Regions from separate parts of the Mus musculus genome. Here region 1 is linked to region 2. Evidence: chromatin contacts called from public Hi-C data. All regions are on one chromosome and are shown on one strand. Each heading gives the region's core, a stretch centred on a gene start, on an enhancer-like site or on the middle of the called end of the contact. The rest is flanking DNA. Distances are from core to core; before and after follow the strand shown. Region 1 overlaps Kirrel3 (kirre like nephrin family adhesion molecule 3). Region 2 overlaps Kirrel3 (kirre like nephrin family adhesion molecule 3).

The links. Hi-C and Micro-C count contacts between places; a contact is called where the count stands out from the background.
Region 1: a Hi-C map of neural stem cells shows a contact between it and region 2, with 7 times the contacts expected there. The contact joins two enhancer-like sites. A contact is called at or near these places in 1 of 39 promoter capture datasets (hippocampal neurons), 56 of 484 Hi-C or Micro-C datasets (the C2C12 cell line, the HL-1 cell line, astrocytes and 28 more) and 3 of 115 datasets of contacts at active chromatin or transcription factors (acute myeloid leukemia, embryonic limb bud and forebrain).

Annotation. Positions count from the first base shown.
Region 1 is chr9:34,648,566-34,653,393 of GRCm38.p6, forward strand. The region is part of intron 1 of Kirrel3 (kirre like nephrin family adhesion molecule 3); the gene reads left to right. Among named protein-coding and RNA genes, the nearest start is that of Kirrel3, 160 kb to the left of the region's middle. Within about 2 kb of position 2,201, at least 4 of the 459 cell types and tissues checked have an H3K27ac peak or open chromatin away from gene starts, as enhancers often do. A contact at or near this core is called in neural stem cells, where this site is marked.
Region 2 is chr9:34,503,906-34,508,693 of GRCm38.p6, forward strand. The region is part of intron 1 of Kirrel3 (kirre like nephrin family adhesion molecule 3); the gene reads left to right. Among named protein-coding and RNA genes, the nearest start is that of Kirrel3, 18 kb to the left of the region's middle. Within about 2 kb of position 3,461, at least 12 of the 459 cell types and tissues checked have an H3K27ac peak or open chromatin away from gene starts, as enhancers often do. A contact at or near this core is called in neural stem cells, where this site is marked.

The DNA of each region.
Region 1 (4,828 bases), core at 951-3,450, 140 kb after region 2:
GATAAACCCTCCAGCTTCCTGTCACCTGAGGATGAAGGTGACATTCTGCACACTAACTGGGAGATCCAGGGAAATTGCAGCCGTGACCTCAGTAACATTTCTCCTGCTTGCGTCTCCTCTCTCCCCTTGCTCTCCTGTTCCTTTCATGTCTATTTCTAGTGACCTCCTCCCAGGCTACTCATCTTCCCACCACTACTCTCAGAGGCACCACATCACTCCTTCTGATCTTAAAAACTAAATATAAAGAAATAAAATGGAATTCTTAGAGCATAGACATCTAAACAGAGACCCTTTCAAAATCCTTCATGTCAGAGGCTGCCTCTGCTGGAGTATTCTTGAGAGGGCCTACACAACCTGTCTGCTAGGGTGCAGAAGATTAGCAGACCAGGTCATCAAGGGCAGGTGCCACCTAAGGACTGATGCTTCCCTGAAGATGACACTTTTGGTTCCCACTTATCTCCCCAGTACTCCCCCTGTTCTTTATAAACCATGTTAGACAGCTTTGTTTGCTACCTAAATGGCATTATGTTAAACTGCCACCTCCTAGGAATTGCAGCCCCCTTGTGGGCAGCACCCTTGTGTGCAGCCCCTTTGTGCAATGACCTCCAAGATCCCTGTGCAGGGGAGAGAACTCTACATAGAGAAAGCCACCCCAGCTGAGGCCAGGAGACTAACCTTATTTGATGGCTTTCCCAGTCACCACCTCTACCCCTCCATCTCATCAACTGGCCAGCACATCCTAGACTTAAGTGGAGAAACAGTACCCATCCTATGGGGTAGATGCAGAGATAGCTAGGACTCCGCATGTTACTACAGGCAGTATAATGTGTAGCAAGCCGGAATCTGTGATGAAGCATTGGATGCTTAAAACTGCTTCAACTAAATGAGTGTTTACTGCTGTATTTAGTGCTGTACTAAATGTTTCACATTGCTTACTTCATTTAATGCCCATGGTAATCCTTTGAGAGGAGTAACAGTATCTGCATTTACTGAGGAGAAACTAGGACAGAAAACATAAGGAATATTACTCCCTGGGGGTCACAAAGCAGCTAAGATTGAACCCTACTTGGTGTAATTCCTCAGACCCATTGCTCTGTTCACTGTACAAACCATTGGAATTGTAGGCACTGAAGAGAATATGACCAAAACAGGACCAGTTCAGCCTTTGAGGCAGTTCGTGCAAATAGAAGAGAATCAAGGCACTATCCCTTGCAGGACGCCTTCCTACACCTGCAACAGCTTCAATTTCTTCAGGTGGAAGGAAAAGCAAGAATACACATCAAAAAAGGGTCTTCAGCTCCAACACAGCTACTCCAGTAGTGAGCATTGCAGCCATACGCTGACGTATTAGCTATCCTTTAGAATGAGTTTCAAAGCCGTTTCAAATGAAACTCCTCTAAAGTACATTGCTATTTTCATCACCTCCAAGAGGTGATTCTCGAAACCAAGCCAACTTGCTCAAAGCAAGAATTCAATAAAATGTCTTCGTCTTGGAAAGGATTCAGTGAATCTTTAATATCTGGAAACTTGGACGGCCGGATGGTACTTTGCTCTTCTGCATTATTGATCTAAATATGAAACAGGAAAGTAGGGAAACACAGACTAGGTTAAAGGTAGCCAGGGTAGGGAGTACCCCATAAACAGAGCAAGGAACCCCCTATAGGCCAGGGCTTACCATAGTAATACCTACAGAGTGAGATGGGGTGAACCCCACTATTAGCTCAAATTTCAGCTTAACAGCTCTCGTACTGAAGCCAAACATTGTCCTTTGCAGAAGGATCATAAGTGAAATGTCCTCATGACTCATGTGGCTTGCAGGGGAGCATGGTAGACACTGTGATAGACACCCGTCCATTGCCAGCCTCAGTATTCGGTTCCCGTCTCTCAGCTTGTTCCTAGGAAGGGTAGGAACGGTGGGATGGGTGGAAACCCTGTAGGCTTGTACCTTGCGGCAGAGCAGACACATGGCTTTGAAAGGGAGCCAGCCTTTGCGCTTCACACCGTCTCCCGACACATCCAACAGATATTTCCCAGAACATTCAGTCCTGGAAGTTCAAAGTAGAAACAGCGTTTGAAAAAAAATTGGAGGAGATTCAGAGGAGAGAAAGAATGATGATCCAAAGGCCAGAGAGACAAAGGGACCCATTTAGTAAACAGCAGTAGAGACTCTAGCTAATGGGTGGTTAGAGGATAATGGGGAGAAAGGAGGCTGAAGGAAGTCAGCATAATGAGGAAGTAGACTGTGTCTCCGGTCTATGGTACACTCAGGCTTATTTACTCATTCTGCAGCTACTGAGCATCTACACGGTGCCAGGCAGTTAGGTGGCAAGGAAGCAAAGGTGACTGAAACAAGACAGAGAGTGTGCATTCACGTCTAGTGAGAGCAACCAACCTTAATAGTCACACAGAAATAAAGACCGACTTGCCACAGTGACAAAATGTTGCATGATGTACTCAGAGCTGTGGGCAAATCCCACAGGTGAAAGTCTCTTCAAGGGAAGTGCCTCAGAGATGACTACGAGGTACCAGGTACCGTAGTTCATCAGGCCCGAGGACGGGAGCAGTGCTCCCCAGACCTTCCAGGATCTGCACCAGGGGAAGCAGCTAGAACATACTAAACTCAAGTGGGGAGAAAAGAAAGGAAGTTTCTTAATGAAACAAAATGTCCTCAGTGGGGCTGCAGGATGCAGGAGACAGAAGGAAATGATGACTAAGTCTATCAACCCAGTATCCCTAGGCAAGTCAGAAAGGGTTCTTCACGCCCTGCAGGGAGCCTCACTCTGTGCATTGACAGGGGGAATTCAAGACAGTCAATAATCTTGGGAAGAAAAAAAATCACACAGCAGTATCCTAATGTTCCCCCTTAATAATAAAACCTACAACTTTTCCGATAGTAACAACAAGTGACTTGTGACTTTGCCGCCTATTAACATCACAGGTATTTTCACATTGCCTCTCTGTTTTTGTAGAAATCTCATAGTCTTGGTTATCTCCTTACCACTCGAAGTTACACAGGTTGTTAGAGCTGTGGGGAATATTGCTTGCGTGTTAGATTAATAATGAAGCAGGTGTTCTACTGCACCTCAGCCCTAAATATTTTTACAGTTGTATTTCAGTATCCTTGCTTTCATTTATAATTAATTGTATTTTGTTTTACATCTTAAAGCGTTACTGACAAAATGGCCCCCAGAGTGCCCACGCATGTGTCTAGAGGACAGAGGACAGACTCAGGTGTGGTTCTGCGGGGCTGCTTCTCTTTCTTCCGTTTCAGACAGGGTCTCTCATTGAGTATGGGACCCACCAAGTCTGGCTGACTAATGAGCCCCAAGGATCTACCTCGCTCTGCTTTTCCCGCTACAGGGTTACAAGCACTTTCCAACATCACACTGAACTTTAGATAAACAAACAAGCAAAAGACATGGATTTAACTCATGTCTTCCTGCTTGCATGCCTAGCACTTTACTGAGTGTGTCATCTCCCCAGCCCTCTAAGCCTAATTCCATGGGACATCTTTCTTAAATCCAGAAACCCTACTCTGTTGCTCTAGCTGGCACCCTATTGTTTGCGGACACTCTGCTGGGATTCAGAAGTCTGGTAGTTATACCTGGAACCTATGTTCAAAGCTATGTGTGACATAGGTCGGTTGTTGATACCCTTTGATCTCTGGTGCCTGACCTACAAAGCTGATAGCTTAATGCCTGGTTACCTTACGGAGCTGTGGCAGAAATGAATGAGACCAGCCAGTCACGGAAAGCACTAGGAGAGGCAGGTACTACTCCCTGGACCTGTTCTGAATTCATCCCAGGCCTAGGACTCTTCAGCTCATTTGCAAATCCAGACACCAGCTTGTAGGATGAGAAGGCTTTTTGTCTCCCTCCTGCTGGGTTGCTTAGAGATGGCTCTGACAGCTAGGTGCCAAGAGGAAACCTGGGCTTCCGTTTCCAGCCATGTCCCCATGGGCAACCCAGGCTGAGCCAGAGTTCACAAGGATCGGCATGAAAAGGGAAAACAATTTGTTCAGGAGCCCTAGAGTCAGATGCTCAGCATGCTAAGCTAGTGGGGGTTTTCAGCTTTAATCAGCATCAAGTTAATCTTATTTTGAGGGATGCTAAAGAGTCCAAAAAAAATCTACAGGTAGCTCCAGATAGTGATCCCTGGTCTTGGTTCCTCACTCCTTCTTCCTCGGGTCCCCCATCCCCCTCCTTCTAGTCCTCCTGGAGCCAGCCTGGCAGCAGGTACCTGGATTCTTCCAGATACAACCACCAGCATTTGCCCCATGCTTCATCTGGGCCAAGTCAGCAACCGAACTGCTTCTCTCTCTTTTCAGTCTTGTTATCGGTTGGGGTTCTCTTTTCTTTCTTTTCTGTTTTCCCCTCCATCTCCTGTTCAAATTCCTCTGAGTTTTATTCACCCCACAAATTAATTCATTGCAGCTAGTGGGATGACAGGTAGAACCTGGAGAGTGATTGCCCCACCCCTCCACCCCGTGTCCAGGACATCAGCCTGGTGACAGCAGTGACAAAGCCTTCTGTCTGTGGCAGGGACCCAACACTGCAACTGACTCCAGGTTCTGCTGTCTGAGCTGCTCAAAACCCCTTTGACACCTGGGCTCATTTGGGGTCTCTTCTGAACCCATTCAAAGTGCCTCTGGGTCTTCTCTAGACACAGCCATCAAGCCAGCCTGCATCCTAAATAGGATTTCCTTCTGCTTGAGGTTGAGAAAGTGGAAGTACCAAGCTGGAGGCCTCTGTGCCTAGTATGCAGAGCAATGCCCTGAAGCCAAAGAAGCCATGGTAGCTGGCCCAGTGTTCCCCAGGCCTCAACGTAG
Region 2 (4,788 bases), core at 2,211-4,710:
ATTTTCCCACAGCTCTCCAGTGTAGTCATTCATTTCAGCTACTGACGCTCTCTTGCTACTGTGTTCCCCCTTCCAGGATGCCCCTCCCCCAGGAGCTCTAGCTAACTCCTGCCTTCAGCACTCAGCTTCCCCCACCAGGATGGAAGTTTTCTCTACCCCCTTCCCTGTAGCACAGTAAGTGCCTTCCTCCCTCCTGTACCCCACCTTGGAACTCACTCCCTCCTATACCCCATCTTGTCACAGCACATTGGAGTAGCGTATTTCTTGCCTGATTCCCTTTCACATCCCTCAGAAGGTCAGGACAATCCTCTGGATTTTATTAGTCTATACCTTTGTTGGACTAGGATGCACAGTAGGCATTCAGCCAAGATTTCCTGGGCAGGAAATGAATCTCACGTCTCACATATCATATGTCCATAGCTATGGATAATGCCTATCTCCTGTATCATGTGTCACTTAGCAGTTCATGGAAGTGCTTGACTTAGACCCTGCTCTAAATTCACAGCTGTTATTGCATTGAGCGCCTGGAGTACCATGCACCAAGTGCTCCCTGGGAATGTCTGATAAGAATTTAATTCCTTCTTGCATTCATACATTATATACAATCTCTAGAACACATTAACACTCATTGTGTCCTTTGTCCCTAAATTAACTTTCATTCTTGCTTTAAAAGAGAAGGAAACTAAGCCTAAGTTATTCTGTGGCCTCTCTGAGGCTGCACAAGATACTGAGTGTGACAATTCCCATGAGAACCTAGGGGCTTCAAATTGGAGCCCCTTTCATGGTTCCTCCAGGCCTCCGCTCAGGGTCCCTACATATAGGATGGTATACTTAAAGGTGTTTGGGAAATGAGGAGCCTGAAGCATGTCCTGTGTGATCACATGGAGGTACTGTGTTGGGTGCCCACTGTGTGGCAGAAAGGAAACTTGAGAATGAATTTTATCAAGATTCTTGTTAACAGTATTTGGTGTTGATTTCCACCAAGGCACAAGGGTCTTTACATATGGTAGGCTGTGGAGAACCACTCTTGACCATAAATCTAGGTTATAAATGAGACTAAATACAGAGAACACTGTAGTCCATTGCATAAATAAGTAATACCACTATCAGCCAGGAAGTGCCAGGAAGTTCCTCTCGATGCAGGCATCCGGCCATGACTCTCTATCATACAGTTTCTATGTGTGCTAGTCTATCAACTGGTGGAAAACTTCCTAAGGCTCTAAAGCTCCCAGTTCAAACCCAGTTCATTCTCCAAGCATGTAACTCCGGCCCTACACCAATGGCCAGGAGGACACTGGCTTCACCTAGTATAGGATCTTGGGCTTCATCCTCCTCTGTAAATAGAATCAGGGTTCCCCTCCTGCCTGTCTCAATACTGTGGGGCTGGTGATTTGACATGCTGTGAAGGGCTTTCAGCCAAGGTGAGGTGTTTGGTACCCTCCGGTTCCATGTTTCCAGATGTGTCAAGGTATTGCTAAAGTACAGCATCAACCTGCTTGGAACAGTTAGTTTCCTTTGAGGTTAGATTCTGTGTGGCTTTCAGGGGAAGCAAGGCCTTCGGGGAAAGATGGGGTGGTTTGACAAAGTCAACTCCTTAATGATCTAAAGGCATCCACTGTCTATAAAGAATTAGCTTATCTCCTGTGCTTCTGAAACAATACCATCTCGTGATCTCCAGGGGACGTGAGAAAAAGTTATTCACAGTATTTGCTGAAATCCCTGCCTGAGAAAAGGAAGCTGAGCCGAGGGAAGCTGTGCAGGAACAGTTTCAATTCCTTTCGATCCCTGCCTTAAGAAGTTTTTGAGAAGTTACTGGCTTAAAATGAGACAAATGATTATCTGACATTTCAGGAGGTCCGGCTCATGTTTCACATTATCCACCACTTCTGCCTCCCATCCTTGTGCTTTTCCCTTCCAGAGAACTTTAACATCTATTTCAGCCCCAACAGGTTTGATATAATCATGGCCATCTTCTCCTCTAGCACTTTAACCTAATGATGTTCACCAAAATCTATTTTGTCACATAAGATAACCCATCCAGGGGGCTAGACATGGGAATCTTTGGGGTCCATTCTTTGGTCTACTACCAACACTAAAGAAATAAACTTGGATGGGCTTTCCCACTCTGGATAAACATCCTGCCCATGTGGGAACTCTGCCTCAGTCTCCCTCTCTGTAAGTTAGAGAGAGAATGACACCCCTGCTCTGCCATTTATATCTATAAATAAAGTAGTTGTGGATTATTAAATAAAGGTTGTTGAATACGAAATGGTTATTATACTATGGATTGACATAAATTACGCCTGCATTATTCAATGGAGCCACTGCTATCGTTGAGTTCCGTAGGGGAGAGATTAGGGGAGCATCTATTAGATTCTGTAGTTAAATCGCACTAAATGGTTCTTAATAGCAATTGACTTTGCCTTCATTAGCATAGAGCAAGAGAACTCCCCCTTTAAAACACCATATACCCGGGGCCTCCTCCTGTCTTTGGAGTAATTGAAACGAAATAGAGATCCAGTAGCAACAACAGTGAGAGAGAAAGGAGAAATGCTTGCTGTGGTTTTCTGCGTTTGGTCTGCTGCAGTTAGGAAGAGGTTTGCCGCCTGTACTTAGCTTTTTCTCCCCAGGCTTGTGCTTGAGTGTCTGGCTTTTGAATGAGTATCTGGTGAAAGAAGGTGGGGAACTTGGACAGACAGGAAGGCTGAGAACTGGAGGACCCATTTGTTGGTCTGTCTTTACACTTGATGGAGCAGGGTAGAATATCAGGCATATCACAGGACCATTTTGCTCTTTGAATTCAGTCAATGTCCTTTAAAGTGGTCAAGAAGTCTGGTTCTTATTAGAGAGTGTTTTAGGAGGGTGAGACTTTAGCTCTCCCTGTTCAGGTGACCCACAGGTGCAAAAAGATTCCTGGGGAAGTTTGAGACCATGAAGCACCTTCTCTGAGACCTTGGCCTGTCAATGGCCAGAGGGGTCAGCTCTGCCTAAGCCAGATCCTAGACCTCCCAGAGTCTGAATATACCACAGTCAACCTTCCAACTCCACTCAAAGAGCCAGAGAGGGAAACAATCGGTATCTCATGGTAATGTCTTGAAATGGGTTTATAAAGGGTTCAGCCCTCAAAGGACCTGTGTCCAAGAAGGATTATTTTGCCACTAAACTGTCCCAGGTGGGAGCATCAAGAACAACTCCAGGCCTTGGGGCTTGGGGAATTAAAGGAGAGGGACAAACTCTGAAAATGATTATAATCCCATTATGCACAGCTTCTCCTATTTATTTCTTCATATGGATGAATTTGTATATATTTGCATTTTGTTCTATCTGATAATATGCATAGAATTCAAATTGAAATGACTTGAATAGATTTGAATATTAATGAGGCGTTTAAAGGCTGCCATCCCTGGCAGAGTCCCCAACAAGGGAATGTGCCAGGCAGAAGCTCAGATCTGTCCTCCAGCATGCCAACAGAAGCCTGCAGGCACAGGCTGGGAAACACCCTGAGGATAGACTGCCCCTGGGGTAGAGCTGAAGGGTGCCCCAGTGCTCCGGGCCTGGACTCTTTCTACACTGAAGGGGCCATTGAGCTTGTGAGCCTTGAGGCCTTAGACATTCAGACACAGGTTAAATAGCACTGTAAAAGGCAAGCTATTTTCCAGACATGCTTAACTGATCTTCCCTCAGGGAGTCAGGTGGTAGGGAACAGGTTCTTTTCAGAGAACCTTTCTTCAGTGCCCCTAAAGGTGCTAGGCCTCTTCTTCTTACATCTAGAACACACATGATTCTTTTTTGTTATCTTCCAACTAAAAACAGCCATTAGACTGCATGCCCAATGTGGGTCTGAAGGCTACAGAACTCTGCTAAGAAGTCAGCCTATGTGTGTGCTCTTTCACAGCAGCATGTTAGCACTATTCAAGGGCCTGCTTTAGCCAAGGGCTGAACTTTAAGAATAAAAAGAGAGAATGTCTTGTAAAACTAAAGCGACCATTATAATTCAACTGGTTATTTTCTTTTTAAGTTTAAAAAAAAAAAAGGGTAATAGGTCATTCCAAGATGTGGGTCTGTGATATGAAGCTTTAAACATTAAAGTCTGCATCAAAAATTTTAGGCCATAGATAGGTAGGTAGGTAGGTAGGTAGGTAGATAGATAGATAGATAGATAGATAGATAGATAGATAGATAGATAGATAGATAGATAGATGTGTGTGTGTGTGTGTGTGTGTGTGTGTGTGTGAAGACATTGTTTATAGTAGCATTTTCTTAATTAAGGTTTCTATTGCTATGAAGAGATACCATGTTCACAAGTAACTCTTATAAAGGAAAACATTTAATTGGGAGCTGGTTTAGAGTTTCAGTGGTTTAGTCCATTATCATTATGGTGAAAAACATGATGGCCATGCAGGCAGACATGGTGCTGGAGAAGGAGCTGAGAATTCCACATCTTGATCTGCAGGCAGGAAAAGGAGACTGTGAACCACACTGGGCATAGCTTGAGCATATAAGACTTTAAAGCCTGTCCCAACAATGACCCACTTCCTCCAACAAGGGCACACCTACTCCAACAAAGCCACAACTCCTAATGTGCCATACTCTCTATGGGTCTATGAGGGGCCATTTTATTCAAACCACTACAACCAGGTAGTTATTTAAATAGTATTAATGTTAGCCTATAGAGAGCTAAATATACTACATTCATTTCTAAAAATTATAACTTCTTGGCGATCCTTAAGTTGTCCTTCTTTTATCCAAATTGGCTCTTGTCTAGTCCCAAGTTCACTTTCTTAACAC